Regions from separate parts of the Sus scrofa genome. Here all the other regions are linked to region 3. A link is a contact called in public Hi-C and HiChIP or PLAC-seq data. All regions are on one chromosome and are shown on one strand. The core of a region is the stretch at or near the end of the contact, and the rest is flanking DNA. Distances in the headings are between cores, read along the strand shown. Region 1 has its middle 20 kb from the start of ZFP36L1. Region 2 holds the start of ZFP36L1 (mRNA decay activator protein ZFP36L1). Region 3 overlaps LOC110261622 (a long non-coding RNA gene). Region 4 overlaps RAD51B (DNA repair protein RAD51 homolog 2).

What was found. Hi-C and Micro-C count contacts between places; a contact is called where the count stands out from the background. HiChIP or PLAC-seq counts read pairs in DNA pulled down with a chosen protein or histone mark.
Region 1: a contact with region 3 is called in a Hi-C map of heart right ventricle, with 2.6 times the contacts expected there. The contact joins two enhancer-like sites. A contact is called at or near these places in 3 of 47 Hi-C or Micro-C datasets (alveolar macrophages, embryonic fibroblasts and heart right ventricle) and 1 of 2 datasets of contacts at active chromatin or transcription factors (skeletal muscle).
Region 2: an H3K27ac HiChIP or PLAC-seq map of skeletal muscle shows a contact between it and region 3. The contact joins the promoter of ZFP36L1 here to the enhancer-like site in region 3. A contact is called at or near these places in 3 of 5 promoter capture datasets (fetal skeletal muscle and liver), 5 of 47 Hi-C or Micro-C datasets (alveolar macrophages, brain, embryonic fibroblasts and 2 more) and 2 of 2 datasets of contacts at active chromatin or transcription factors (alveolar macrophages and skeletal muscle).
Region 4: a Hi-C map of liver shows a contact between it and region 3, with 6 times the contacts expected there. The contact joins two enhancer-like sites. A contact is called at or near these places in 1 of 47 Hi-C or Micro-C datasets (liver) and 1 of 2 datasets of contacts at active chromatin or transcription factors (skeletal muscle).

What each region holds. Positions count from the first base shown.
Region 1 is chr7:92,474,242-92,476,941 of Sscrofa11.1, reverse strand. No RefSeq gene overlaps it. Among named protein-coding and RNA genes, the nearest start is that of ZFP36L1, 20 kb to the left of the region's middle. Within about 2 kb of position 1,296, at least 3 of the 83 cell types and tissues checked have an H3K27ac peak or open chromatin away from gene starts, as enhancers often do.
Region 2 is chr7:92,494,546-92,497,245 of Sscrofa11.1, reverse strand. It overlaps ZFP36L1 (mRNA decay activator protein ZFP36L1), which reads left to right and starts at 1,382. Exons shown (of 2, transcript XM_013989124.2): 1 at 1,382-1,875. The coding sequence starts at 1,819.
Region 3 is chr7:92,324,165-92,326,972 of Sscrofa11.1, reverse strand. LOC110261622 (a long non-coding RNA gene) reads right to left here. Exons shown (of 3, transcript XR_002345985.1): 1 at 2,611-2,808; 2 at 477-1,665. Among named protein-coding and RNA genes, the nearest start is that of ZFP36L1, 170 kb to the left of the region's middle. Within about 2 kb of position 1,267, at least 53 of the 83 cell types and tissues checked have an H3K27ac peak or open chromatin away from gene starts, as enhancers often do. A contact at or near this core is called in brain, fetal skeletal muscle, liver and 1 more, where this site is marked.
Region 4 is chr7:92,194,854-92,197,553 of Sscrofa11.1, reverse strand. The region is part of intron 11 of RAD51B (DNA repair protein RAD51 homolog 2); the gene reads right to left. Among named protein-coding and RNA genes, the nearest start is that of ZFP36L1, 300 kb to the left of the region's middle. Within about 2 kb of position 1,298, at least 31 of the 83 cell types and tissues checked have an H3K27ac peak or open chromatin away from gene starts, as enhancers often do. A contact at or near this core is called in liver and skeletal muscle, where this site is marked.

The DNA.
Region 1 (2,700 bases), core at 47-2,546, 150 kb before region 3:
GAACTCCTCTCTATGCTCATATTTCTATCAAGAATAAGAAAAATAAAAGCCCGAGAAGGCTGTATATATATGTTTTTAAGCAATAAGAAAAAAGCCTATGCTTCATAGAAGTGAAGAACATGCAAACAAACAGCCGCTGTGTTGAGGGAAATTAGCCCATCCGACCTTTCTCATGCACATTCTTGCTGGGCCCTGTGTCAGTGGAGTTTGTGGGAAACAAAGCACCTTGTTTAACTCAGAGGCACCACCTTAAGAAATTTAGTCCTAATAGCTAAGGTTTATTAAGGGTTTATACATGTGTCAACCTTGCCGACAACACTGCAATATAGGTACTGCTATTTATCTCTACCTCACAGACTAGGAAACGGACCCAGAGAGGTTAACCTACATGTCCAAGGTCACACAGCTACTTTCAGGTGGAGACAGGATTTGAATACCGATCTGCCTTATCCCAGAACACATTCCCACTTCCTCTGTTCTGTGAGCTTCTAAGACAGATGCTCCTGGCTTGGGAGGATAGATATATGTTGTGTGCGTGTGTTTGTGCTGTTTCCTAGCACCCAGAGCAGTACTTGGCACCTAACAGGCACCTGGTAAATATCTTTGAATGAATGTTCTGGGCAGATGGCCCCTGAGCCCTGGGGGATGGGACTGTGTTTACAGAACTTGTTCCCCTGAATTCAGCATCCTGTTGGGGGCTCAGATCTGATTAGAGAGACAAGAAGGGACAGCCTGGTTTGCTCCATACCTTTTTGTTCCAAGTCTGGGTCTCCTCTAAGTCTTTCCTCCTCCACTGCCTTCACCCTCCAGACCATGAGATGAGACAGTTGGCGGACTGGAGAGAGAAGGAAAAAAAAAAGCAACACCTGTTGCTAAAGTCAGATGGTGGAGGAAGTGGTCCTTCAAGCCATTGAAGCCTTGTGAGGGGCTGCCTGGGGGTATCTGTGCTCATGGACAGTGGGGTGGGGTAGTGGGCAGTGTCTATGCAGCTGGCTCCCTGGCCGGAGTGGAAGAAGGAGGGGAATGTGGAAGTCAGGGACTGGTGAGAGTAATGGTTCTGGGTGGAAGCCCCATCTCGGTGCCCAGGAATCTAGTTGCTTAGAAGCAAACCCTGAGATAAGGATTTGAAATAAGTAGTTTATCTGAGCGGTGATCCCAGGAAGCACCAATAGGGAAGTGGGGGAAGTGAGTTAGAGAAGGCAAGGCAGCCCATAAAGGTTTGTTATCCAGTTGGTTATCCCCAGGGTAGCAGGACCTTGATCTTTCTGGGACGATCTAGTAAAGGACACAGAGATAGCATACCCAGGGGACAAGGCAGCTGGAGCGTTCACATACCCAGCTCTCAGTGATGGGTTGACGGCTGCTTGGCACTCCTGCCTGCTGTGAGAGTGGGAAGATAGGCTCTGGTGGCCAGGGACAGCCCCCAGGCAGAGATACAGATGCTGGCAACTGGTTTTTGGACAGATAGGCACTGAAATGGTAAGGGTGAGGGGATGTGGGTGGGGCACCAACTGCATCTGCGGACTCTCTTCTAGCCCTATAGGCTGAGCATCGTGTCTGGAGGCCAGGGTGCTTTGCAGAGGTACCAAGCCTGTCCAATCTCAATTAGCTTTTGCTACATAACAGAATTCTCCAAAATTAGTGGCTTGAAATAATGACGATTTCCCTTTCTTTCCTTTTCTTCCTTCCTTCCTTCCTTCCTTCCTTCCTTCCTTCCTTCCTTCCTTCCTTTCTTTCTTTCTTTCTTTCTTTCTTTCTTTCTTTCTTTCTTTCTTTCTTTCTTTCTTTCTTTCTTTTCTTTCCTTCCTTCTTTCTTTCTTGCCACATCCTTTGCATATGGATGTTCTGGGGCCAGGGATCAAATCTGAGCAGCAACTGCGATCTACACCACAGCTGCAGCAATGTTGGATCCTTAACCAATGCGCTGGGCTGGGGATCGAACTGGCATCTCCACAAAGACAAACTGGATCATTAACCCACTGTGCCATAGAAGGAACTCCTCATTTAGCTTTCAAATTGGGTAGGGCTTAGCCAGGTAGTTCTGGTCTCAGCCAGGTTCACTCATGTGTCTGTGGCCAGCTGGCAGGTGGGCTGAACGCTGGCTGGTCAAAGATGGCCTCGCTGAGACAGCTTGTCCGTTCTGTGGGGTCTCTCATCCTCCAGCAGGCTAGCTGGGGCTTGTTCTCAGGGTGGCAGCAGTTCTCCAAGAGAATGAGCAGAGGCAGGCTAGTGTTCTGGAGGCCTGGGCTTGGAACTGGCACAACACCACCCTCCACCAGTCTGTTGGCCAAACCAAGTCATCAGTCCTGCCCAGATAAAAGGGGTGGGGAAATAGACTCTACGTCTTGATGGGAGGGGCTGAAAGGTCATATGCACAGGAAAAGGAACATTTGCAGACAATTTTACAAATAATCTACCACATGACCCATGCCTGGAGGCATCTTGTGTCCTGGTGGACAATCAAAACAAGTATGCACTCTGCCGTCTTAGACGTAGTAGGAGTCAGAAATTGTCTGGGTCAAGTGTGGGAACATCTTTGTCCTATAATATTTCCTCCACTGATGCTTTCTCTTAAGCCTTGTCCTTTCCCGTGGTTATCTGTCAGAAAGTAATTATTTCTGAGGGACAGCACATTGTGTCTCTACTTAACCAAGGCAGTGATTCTGTGTAGGTAGCGAGAGTGGAAAAGAGCTGAGTGGC
Region 2 (2,700 bases), core at 133-2,632, 170 kb before region 3:
AGTGCGACTCAGGCGCTCTACTCCGCCCGCCCCGTCCTTTCCAAAGAAACGTGCTCATAATGGGGTGACCTAATTACATCGCAATGGAACCCGCTCTTAGCCACTCAGCGCACAGGGTTTCATAACAGACCCGGCCGCCTCGAGTGCTGGGAAGAAACGTGCGAGGGCCAAGGAGGCGTCCGGGCACGCGGGGAAATAGGAAAGAAATGCGGCCCCAAGATTTCCATCACGGTCTTCTCGCCAGCAACCCGTGGGCAGTGGGGCACACGTTGACAACTTTTTATTTGGGTGGGTGAAGGGGCATCTGAACTTAACAGTAAATAAATATATACTTCCCAGTTTTCAAAAGCATAATAATCAATTGGGGCATTTCGGTTTCGAGGATCCCATATCCCCCCTCCTCCCATCCCGCCAAAACAGCTCACTGTGACAAGCCATATGTTCCGTTCCCCTGGGGGCGGGGGAGAAGCAACAATAAGTTAAAAGTGTCGCCTTCCTCCATCTCTTTACCTTTATTTTACCAAAGCAACTTTTTTTTCCTTGTTCAGTGGTTTAGGTGTATGTGTGTGTGTGTGTGCGTGTGTGTGTGTGTGCGCGCGCATGTGTGTTGGTAGGGGTAGTTTCGGCGCGGCCCGTGGTTCAGAGTGCGCGGGGAAAGTTGTGCCTTGCTGGGTGGGTTTTTTTTTTCCCTCCGAGGAGGAGAAGAGGCGCTCATGAGGATTCGGGTTTTCTTTACAAAAACGTTTAAAGATCGATGTGTGAAATAAATACACTCCCAAGCCTGTTAAAACAATCCGCCAGGGCCGTGGTCTTTTCGCTAACAACCCGCCCCCCCCACCCCTCCAGTCCACTCTCGGAGGGTGTCCGCTGCAAAGCGATCGCGGGTGTAGACGCGTGCGGCGGGCTAAATCGCTCTGTGCTCGTCCCCGCCAGGCCAGGGCCTCCTGGGGGGAAAAAAGTCTCCTAATCCTCCTCTCTCAACCCCCATCCCCGCCCCTGAAAAAAAACAAAACCCTAAACTTGAACGCTTTGTGAGCTTCTTATTTTCAATCTCCTCTCCCCGTGGGGTTTGCGGAGGGGAGCCGAGTGCGAAAGAAAACTCGGGGAAAGAGTAAGTTATGCGGGTACTTGGAGAAGTTTCAAGGGAGATCTGCTCAAGATGGAAACCGCAGCCCGGGCGCTAAGGACGGGCTTCTGCTCCAGCTTGCAAAAAGAGAAAGTCGAGCCCGCCTTCCTGCCCGACAAAAAAACAACAACACAACAACAAGAACCCCGAAGAGGGTGGAATGAGTGATGTCACAGAGCCGCGCTCGCAGGCTGACAAAGGGGGGGGCTCCCCTCCTCCCCCCGCGCGGCGCACCGCCCCAGAGAGGGGCGCCTGCAGCGAGGGGTAGCCAAGCGAGCGGAGTCGAAACTTTTCCTCTTTAAGAAAAAAAGTTGTGCGCAGCTCGCAGTGGGTTTTTTTTTTTTTCTTCTTTGCCTTCTTTCCTCGTCTCCCCTCCCCCTTCTTCCTTTTGAAAGTTTCTTTCTTTTTTTTTTTCCCCCGAGTTTGACCGCATGGCTGATTCAACTTCAGTGTCAATCAACTTTTTTTCCTCCTCTTCCTCATTTAAATAAGTTTAAAGCTCCTCCCTCTTCTCCGGCCCACCAAATCTGAAACTTATATAAATTGGGCTTCGCGCGCCGCAGCCGGGGAGAGTCAGAAAGGCGAGGGGCGCCGGGAGCAGGCGTGTGGGACTCCAGACCGGAGAGCCTTCCCCGCACCGGGACCTTCACAACAAACCAGATCCTCGTCCCTGCCCCGTGCGAGCGCCCAGGATGACTACCACCCTTGTGTCTGCCACCATCTTCGACTTGAGCGAAGTTTTATGCAAGGTAAAGTGGGGCGGAGCATTTACTTTTCTAAGCCTTTTTCTTTTTTCTCTTGTCTGCCAAAAGAACCCCCCAAAGTTTAGGTCTGGGAAGACTGGGAAAAAGCGAGGAGAGGCGAGGTAGTTGTTTTTTCCGCCCCATTTCGCCCCCCAGTTTGAAGGAATTTGGCGCTTTCCTTCCCATCCTTTGAATTTCAGCAGCTCCTGGCGGGGATTACATGGGAATCTGGAGTCCAGAGTTTTGAGGGGCGAAGTTTACGTGGGGCTGCCCGGGGGACGCGGGGCATTGACCGGGGCAGTTTTTTTTTTTTTTCTTTTTTTCGGTGATTCATTCGTCCATAACGTGCTGCTTTTGAGCCCGGTTTCGGTAGTGGGCTCGGTTTCCCTGTGAGCGCTCAGGGTGTCGCCGCTGCCGGGCGACACCGCTGCCGGGAGGGGGTTCGAGTCTCTCCAGCCACATTGCCGGACTGCGGCTCGGGAAGTGGGGGTCCGGTGGAGAGGTAAATCTCAGGACAGTGTTTTGCTGGGATGTGTCCCCTTCTGTTCTGGAGAGGCTGGGGATCTGCGAGAAAAAGGCCAAGAGTTGTGATTCAAAGGATGTTGCAAAACGAGTTTGCAGTGGGACTTCAGCTCGCCACAGTTCGGCCAGGCTTCCTCCTGTGATAGCCGATCTCCTGCAGACTTTGGGCGAACGTGGGACTCGCTCACCTTTTTTTTCCCAAGGGACCGCGACTCGTAGATGTAGAGGGAATTGGGCGGGGGGGTACCGACAACGAAACTCCTGTTTGAGTTCAAGGGTCTCCGCGAGGAAGGATATAATAGGGGCCTC
Region 3 (2,808 bases), core at 18-2,517:
GGGCTACCAGACAGGCCCAGAAGAGCCACAACAACACAACAAAGCCCTCTGCTTCGGAATCAAATCTTCCCAAGCCAGTACCTTCTCCTTCACCTGCCCCGGGGGGTGGGGGCTCTGGTCACAGGCTGGGATAGGAAAACCTCCTTTCCATTAAACTTAAGAGCGAGCACAGAATTGCTAAGGCCCACATTTTGTGCTTTGCTTTAAATTTCCAAGACCCGGGACAGAGTTTTTTCCCTGCAAATAGAGAGGGGTGGGGTTTGGGATTGTCTTTTAGAAAACCTCCCAGAGTGCAAGAACGCCTCCTTCTCTGCAGGTAAACAAACACCTGAGCTGGATGCTGGGAAGGAAAATTACCTGGTAGTCTTCAGGATTGCCAGCTAGACAAGGGAGGGGTGGAGGTGGGGCAGGGCCTGCTCTCCATAGAGCTGAAAGCCTACTTTTGTTCCAACCCCATCCCAACCATCAGTACCTACCCTTGGGAGGGAGGGGCCACACCGCGAGGCTATTCCTAAAACGGAGCAGGGCACCTCGAGAGCCTGCAAGCTGTGGGTGCAGAAAGCCTAGTGTGATGCCTTTTTCTGCAGCGCCTTATGGGCCCTGACCTTGGAGGAAGAAAAGATTCTGCCCCCCCTTCCCCTTGTTCGGGTTGGTTTGCGCTGGAATGCCACGCTTTTCAAAGTGTCTGAGTGATCGGCACTTTCTAAATATGTACAGCGATGCAGTGATAAGAAACCCAGCGTCTGGCCTCGCGGGTTCGCGGCCCCCTGACAGCCCCGGGGCTCGGGTGGGCCGTTCTCCCCCGCGCCCCGCCCCGGCTGTGCTTGGCTGAAACCTCAGTACCTCCTCCCGAGCCTGCTTTGGAAACGATTCTGCTCATTCCCAGGGTCCCCAGGTTCCAATCTTTAAGTCTGGAACTGGGCGGGGGGGGGGAAGACGATGAGATGAAACCCCTCGCCCCCCGCTTTCTCTGCACCCACCCCCACGACTCAGCCCAGGTGACCCAAATGGCTAAGTCAACTTGGAGAAATCGGAGCATCCCCAACGGAGCGGCCGCCCCAGCCCCCTTCGCCCCTTGCTCGGCCCCACAATGCGCCCTTGTGCCGCGCCTGCAGCCAGGCCGGGGGATTTGGCGCAGGGATGGGGGGAATAGCCGTCAGATATTTAAAACAGAGCCGAGGGAACAAAGCAGCTCTTTGTGCACCAGGCAGCCAGGAGCCGGGAGCCGCGGGCGGGCGTGCGGGGCGCTGCTTGGGCGCATGCGCACCGCGGCTCGGCCGCGCTCTGGTTACTGAGAGTTTTCCACCCCGGGTCCTAGGGGCCTTGGTTAACCCCTTCCGGGGCCGCTCCCGGAGCAGGCAAAGAGAGAAACTGGCTTTCATCTGCTGGCTGTTACATGTTTAATTGAAAAAAAGAAATAGTCATTTTCCATGTTTCCATAGGAAGCATACATAGATCATTAAAATAAAGTGACATACCAGTTGGGAACCCAGATTTTAAATGACCGGAATTTAATGAGACACTTGGGCCATGTAAAAGTTGAGGCATTTGGAATAGACGCTTTCTTCGGGCGCTGGCAAAACCTTTTAAAAAGACTGGTTTCTTCTGTCTTGTATATGCTGGGTGACTGGCTGTTTCGTTTTCCTGTTTACTGTCACTTGGGATCTGAAAGATATGTTGGTTATTGTCAAGGCCCTGGCTTTTGTTTGGGTTGTGGGCTGGACGATGTTTATTTATTTTTTTAAAAATAACTAAATAGAAGTGGAGTGTGCATGGTACAAAGATAAGATTGGGTCACGAACCAGAGAATACAACTCATCCAATCTATGCACTAGAATTTCTGAGAGAGAGAGAGAGAGAGAGAGAGAGAGAGAGAGAGAGATAGCAGTTGTTAAACATTCTGCTGTGTGAAGAGAGGGTATCGAAGAGCTCTCTCAAGTAGGAGAGAGTAGGAGGGACTTGGTGGGGGATGGGATGAGCAAAGGGCCCCATCCTGCCTTTTTTTTTTTTTTTTTTTTTTTTGGCTCTTTGCTTTTTAGGGCCACACGTGTAGCCTATAGAGGTTCCCAGGCTAGGGGTCTAATTGGAGTTACAGCTGCCAGCCTGACACAGTTACAGCAACATCAGATCCGAGCCACATCTGAGACCTACACTACAGCTCACAGCAACACCAGATCCTTAACCCAAGGAGCGAGGCCAGAAATCGAACCACAACCTCATGGTTCCTAGGTGGATTCGTTTCTGCTATGCCACAATGGGGAACTCCCCATCCTGCTTTATACTTCACTAAGTCATCTACCCCCCACCCCACCCCCGACTCCCCACCCCAGTGTAATTGGAGGAGTGGCAAACAGAGGCTATGGAAAGCTAACTGCAGACTGAGTTACTACGCTCAAATTATCCGGATGGATGGGAAGGGCAGTCTCAAACCATGGGTGATTCCACAGCCTTCCAAACAAGTGAGGTTAGATGGACAGCCCCCATCAAAGCAAATCAGGGAGAATGGAAGAAAATCAGTGGATGTCTCATAACTTGCACGCTAGGACTCTGTGCATTAGCCCACTCTGCTCTGCCTGTAGACACACATCTGATGAATTTTTGGTTCTTTACCTTTTGTAGCTCAGTTGCCAGGTGGTCTCAAGAAAGCAAAGAGATTTCTATGTGAGGTCATCTTGGCAATAAGCTCCCTCCCTTGACTTCCGGGTTTCCAGGGCAACAATTGCTGGGATGTCACTGGCACCAGATTCTGTCCCTTAAAGGTCATGCTGCAGCAAGGGCAGATAAACAATTTCGCAGCAACAGTCACCA
Region 4 (2,700 bases), core at 49-2,548, 130 kb after region 3:
TCTGCGCTGGGTTTTCCCACAGGCCCCTGCAGAGGCAGCCCCGTTGTCTGCAGAAAGCCCTGGGGGGGCCCGTCGGGGGAGCGGGGCTGCAGCTGTGGGCCCCCGCCCTTCTGCAGCAGGCTTTGATCAGGTTTTGTGGGGGCTGCGTGCAGCCTGACCTCCCATCTCCAGCGTCTCTCAGGTGGAAAGTTCTGTTCAGCCTGTCTGTGGCTTCAAAGGCTCTCCCTCCTTCGGGCTGGGACGAGACTGATAATGGTTCTCATTTTGTTGTCGTCTGATCTCCCAGCAGCCCCCGTCTCTCCATTGACAGGCTTCTGCTTGTTTGCCTGGGCTGCTGTGGCCGGGCTCAAACCACCTTTCTGGTTGAGGAAGCACATTGACATCCTCTTCCATGGAGGCGCCTTTGATGGCTCAGACATGGCCTCCAGCCCAGACAAAGGTGACCAGGCCACGACAGCTGGGCACCTGGCAAATCAGACTCTGGGCACTGGGCAGGGCAGGCGTCTGAGAGGCCAAGGACTCTCTGAGCCTGTGCATCGGAGAGGAGGAACCCTCAGCGCCTCCCTGCCTGCCTCTGCGGTTGGAGCTGCAGGAAGGCCATGCTTTCTGCTCCAGTTCCCGGCAGGAATCCGGCTGGGGGGCCTGAAGGCACACACCGCCCCATGAACCTGGGCAGAGCATAGGAAAAAGGCCACGGACCCGAAGTTGAGCTGTTCACAGAGAACTTGAGCTATTCACTGTCTTGAGCCCTAGGCACCAAGCCAGCCAAAGTCGGGAAGTTCCTTTTGTGGCCTATTCTTTCCAAGTGTTGTGCCCTTACCGCCTCAGTTCTCAGCCTGGGGGGTAAACAACAGCTAAGGCAGCCACTCCAGAGTCCACTTCCGGCTCCCACCCCACACTGCTTCCAACCTTGTGCTCCGGCCTGAGTGAAAGGACCAGGGCTGGCGACCACGACGGGTGTCAGCATGTTTCAGATGGAGCCCTGCCTCACCAGAGGGCCATGCGCCTGGCCACGCGGTTGGGGTTAGGCTGCACATGGCCCTTCGGTTTCCTCATATTTAACATGAGGGTGGCCAAGGGCAACAGGAGCGGTCAGGAGAGCATCCTTCTTCCCCAGCCTGATAGCACAGTGCTCTTCCTTCCTTTTGATCGTACTCAAAACAACTCCTGCACTAGAACAATGAGCCCGGGAGGGCCAGAGGGAATTTATTATGCGGCTGTCCTGGGGCTCGGCCTTGCCTGCCTTTATCTCACACAGAGGTCTGCGTGGGAGGAAGTCTGGCAGGCCCCGGGGTCATCTCTGCCCCAGCTCTCCCTCCAATACAGAGCACTGGAAGGATGAGGAAGCAGCGGCCACGTTAGCCAGGCCTGGCCTAAGCCACAGCCAGCGGGGGGGGATCAGCCCAGATCTCCTAAAACTCTGATGGGGACTCTGTGAAAGGCAGGGGGACTCCCGGCATGGAGAGCCCGCCCAAGTCTAGCCAGCCTGCTTAGGACAGGCCTTTCTGGAGCCCTTCTCTTGGTCTGTTTCCTCTCTTCTTGGTCCTGGCTGTGGTTGGGGGGAGGGAGCTCTGTGGATGTGTCCTCTGTGTGTGGACTGTCCAGGATTCTCACTCGGCGGAAGCCACTTGGTTAGGAGTTTTGCCTACCCCTCCAACTTGGGGAGAGAGGAGAAAGGCTTGGGGCCTTGGGGCCTTGGGGCCGAGATGGGTCTCAGTTGTGACTAGATTTCCCCAGAAGTTGGATGTTTTGCTGTCCCTCTGCTGTGAGCAGGGTCTAACCTGGTCCTCTCAGCAACTTTAATCTCAGTTAATCTGTCATCCAACTTTAGTGGCAGTGCTGCTAATATACAAAAATCCACTTTTGCCATCCAGCCAGGCGCTGTGGGATGCTGTGGGACTCTGGGTCCACCATCTTTGTGAGGCTTGAACCTTCTGTAATTCTGTGGATTGAGTAAAGATAGACCTGGGCTCATTGGCTGAATGACCTTGAACAGGCTACAGGACCTCTCGGAACCTCAGCCTCCTCATCTGTGGAATGGGGATGTGAGTACTAACCTTGTAGGATTATTCTGAGGATCAAGGGAGATAATGTCCATAAACACATCTAGTATGTATTAAACCTTCTAGAAGTAGTGAGGTCATTACTAGTCCCACCGTTTAAAACAGGGGGGAGGAGTTTCCGTCGTGGCGCAGTGGTTAACAAGTCCGACTAGGACCCAGGAGGTTGCGGGTTCCATCCCTGGCCTTGCTCAGTGGGTTAAGGATCCGGCATTGCCGTGAGCTGTGGTGTAGGTCACAGACGCAGCTCGGATCCTGTGTTGCTGTGGCTGTGGCTGTGGCGTAGGCCAGCATCTACAGCTCTGATAAGACCCCTAGCCTGAGAACCTTCATGTGCCACGGGTGCAGCCATAGAAAGGACAAAATAAAATAAAATAAAATAAAATAAAATAAAATAAAATAAAATAGGCGGGAGTGTCTGATCTGACCCCAGACTCTGAGTAGCCGCCTTGAGTGAGCCGTGAGCCCTGCTCTCAGCCAGGAGGATCAAGCATGTGAGGGACACTGGAGGAAAGAGACCCACAGCGCAAAGTTAAGGAAGTTCACCTGGGACACCAGCAGCAGATCCAGGAATGAACTTGGTTTTCGAGACCACCAGATCCTCCCACCCTCCAGTCCCCCCACCTCTCTCTGTGCAACA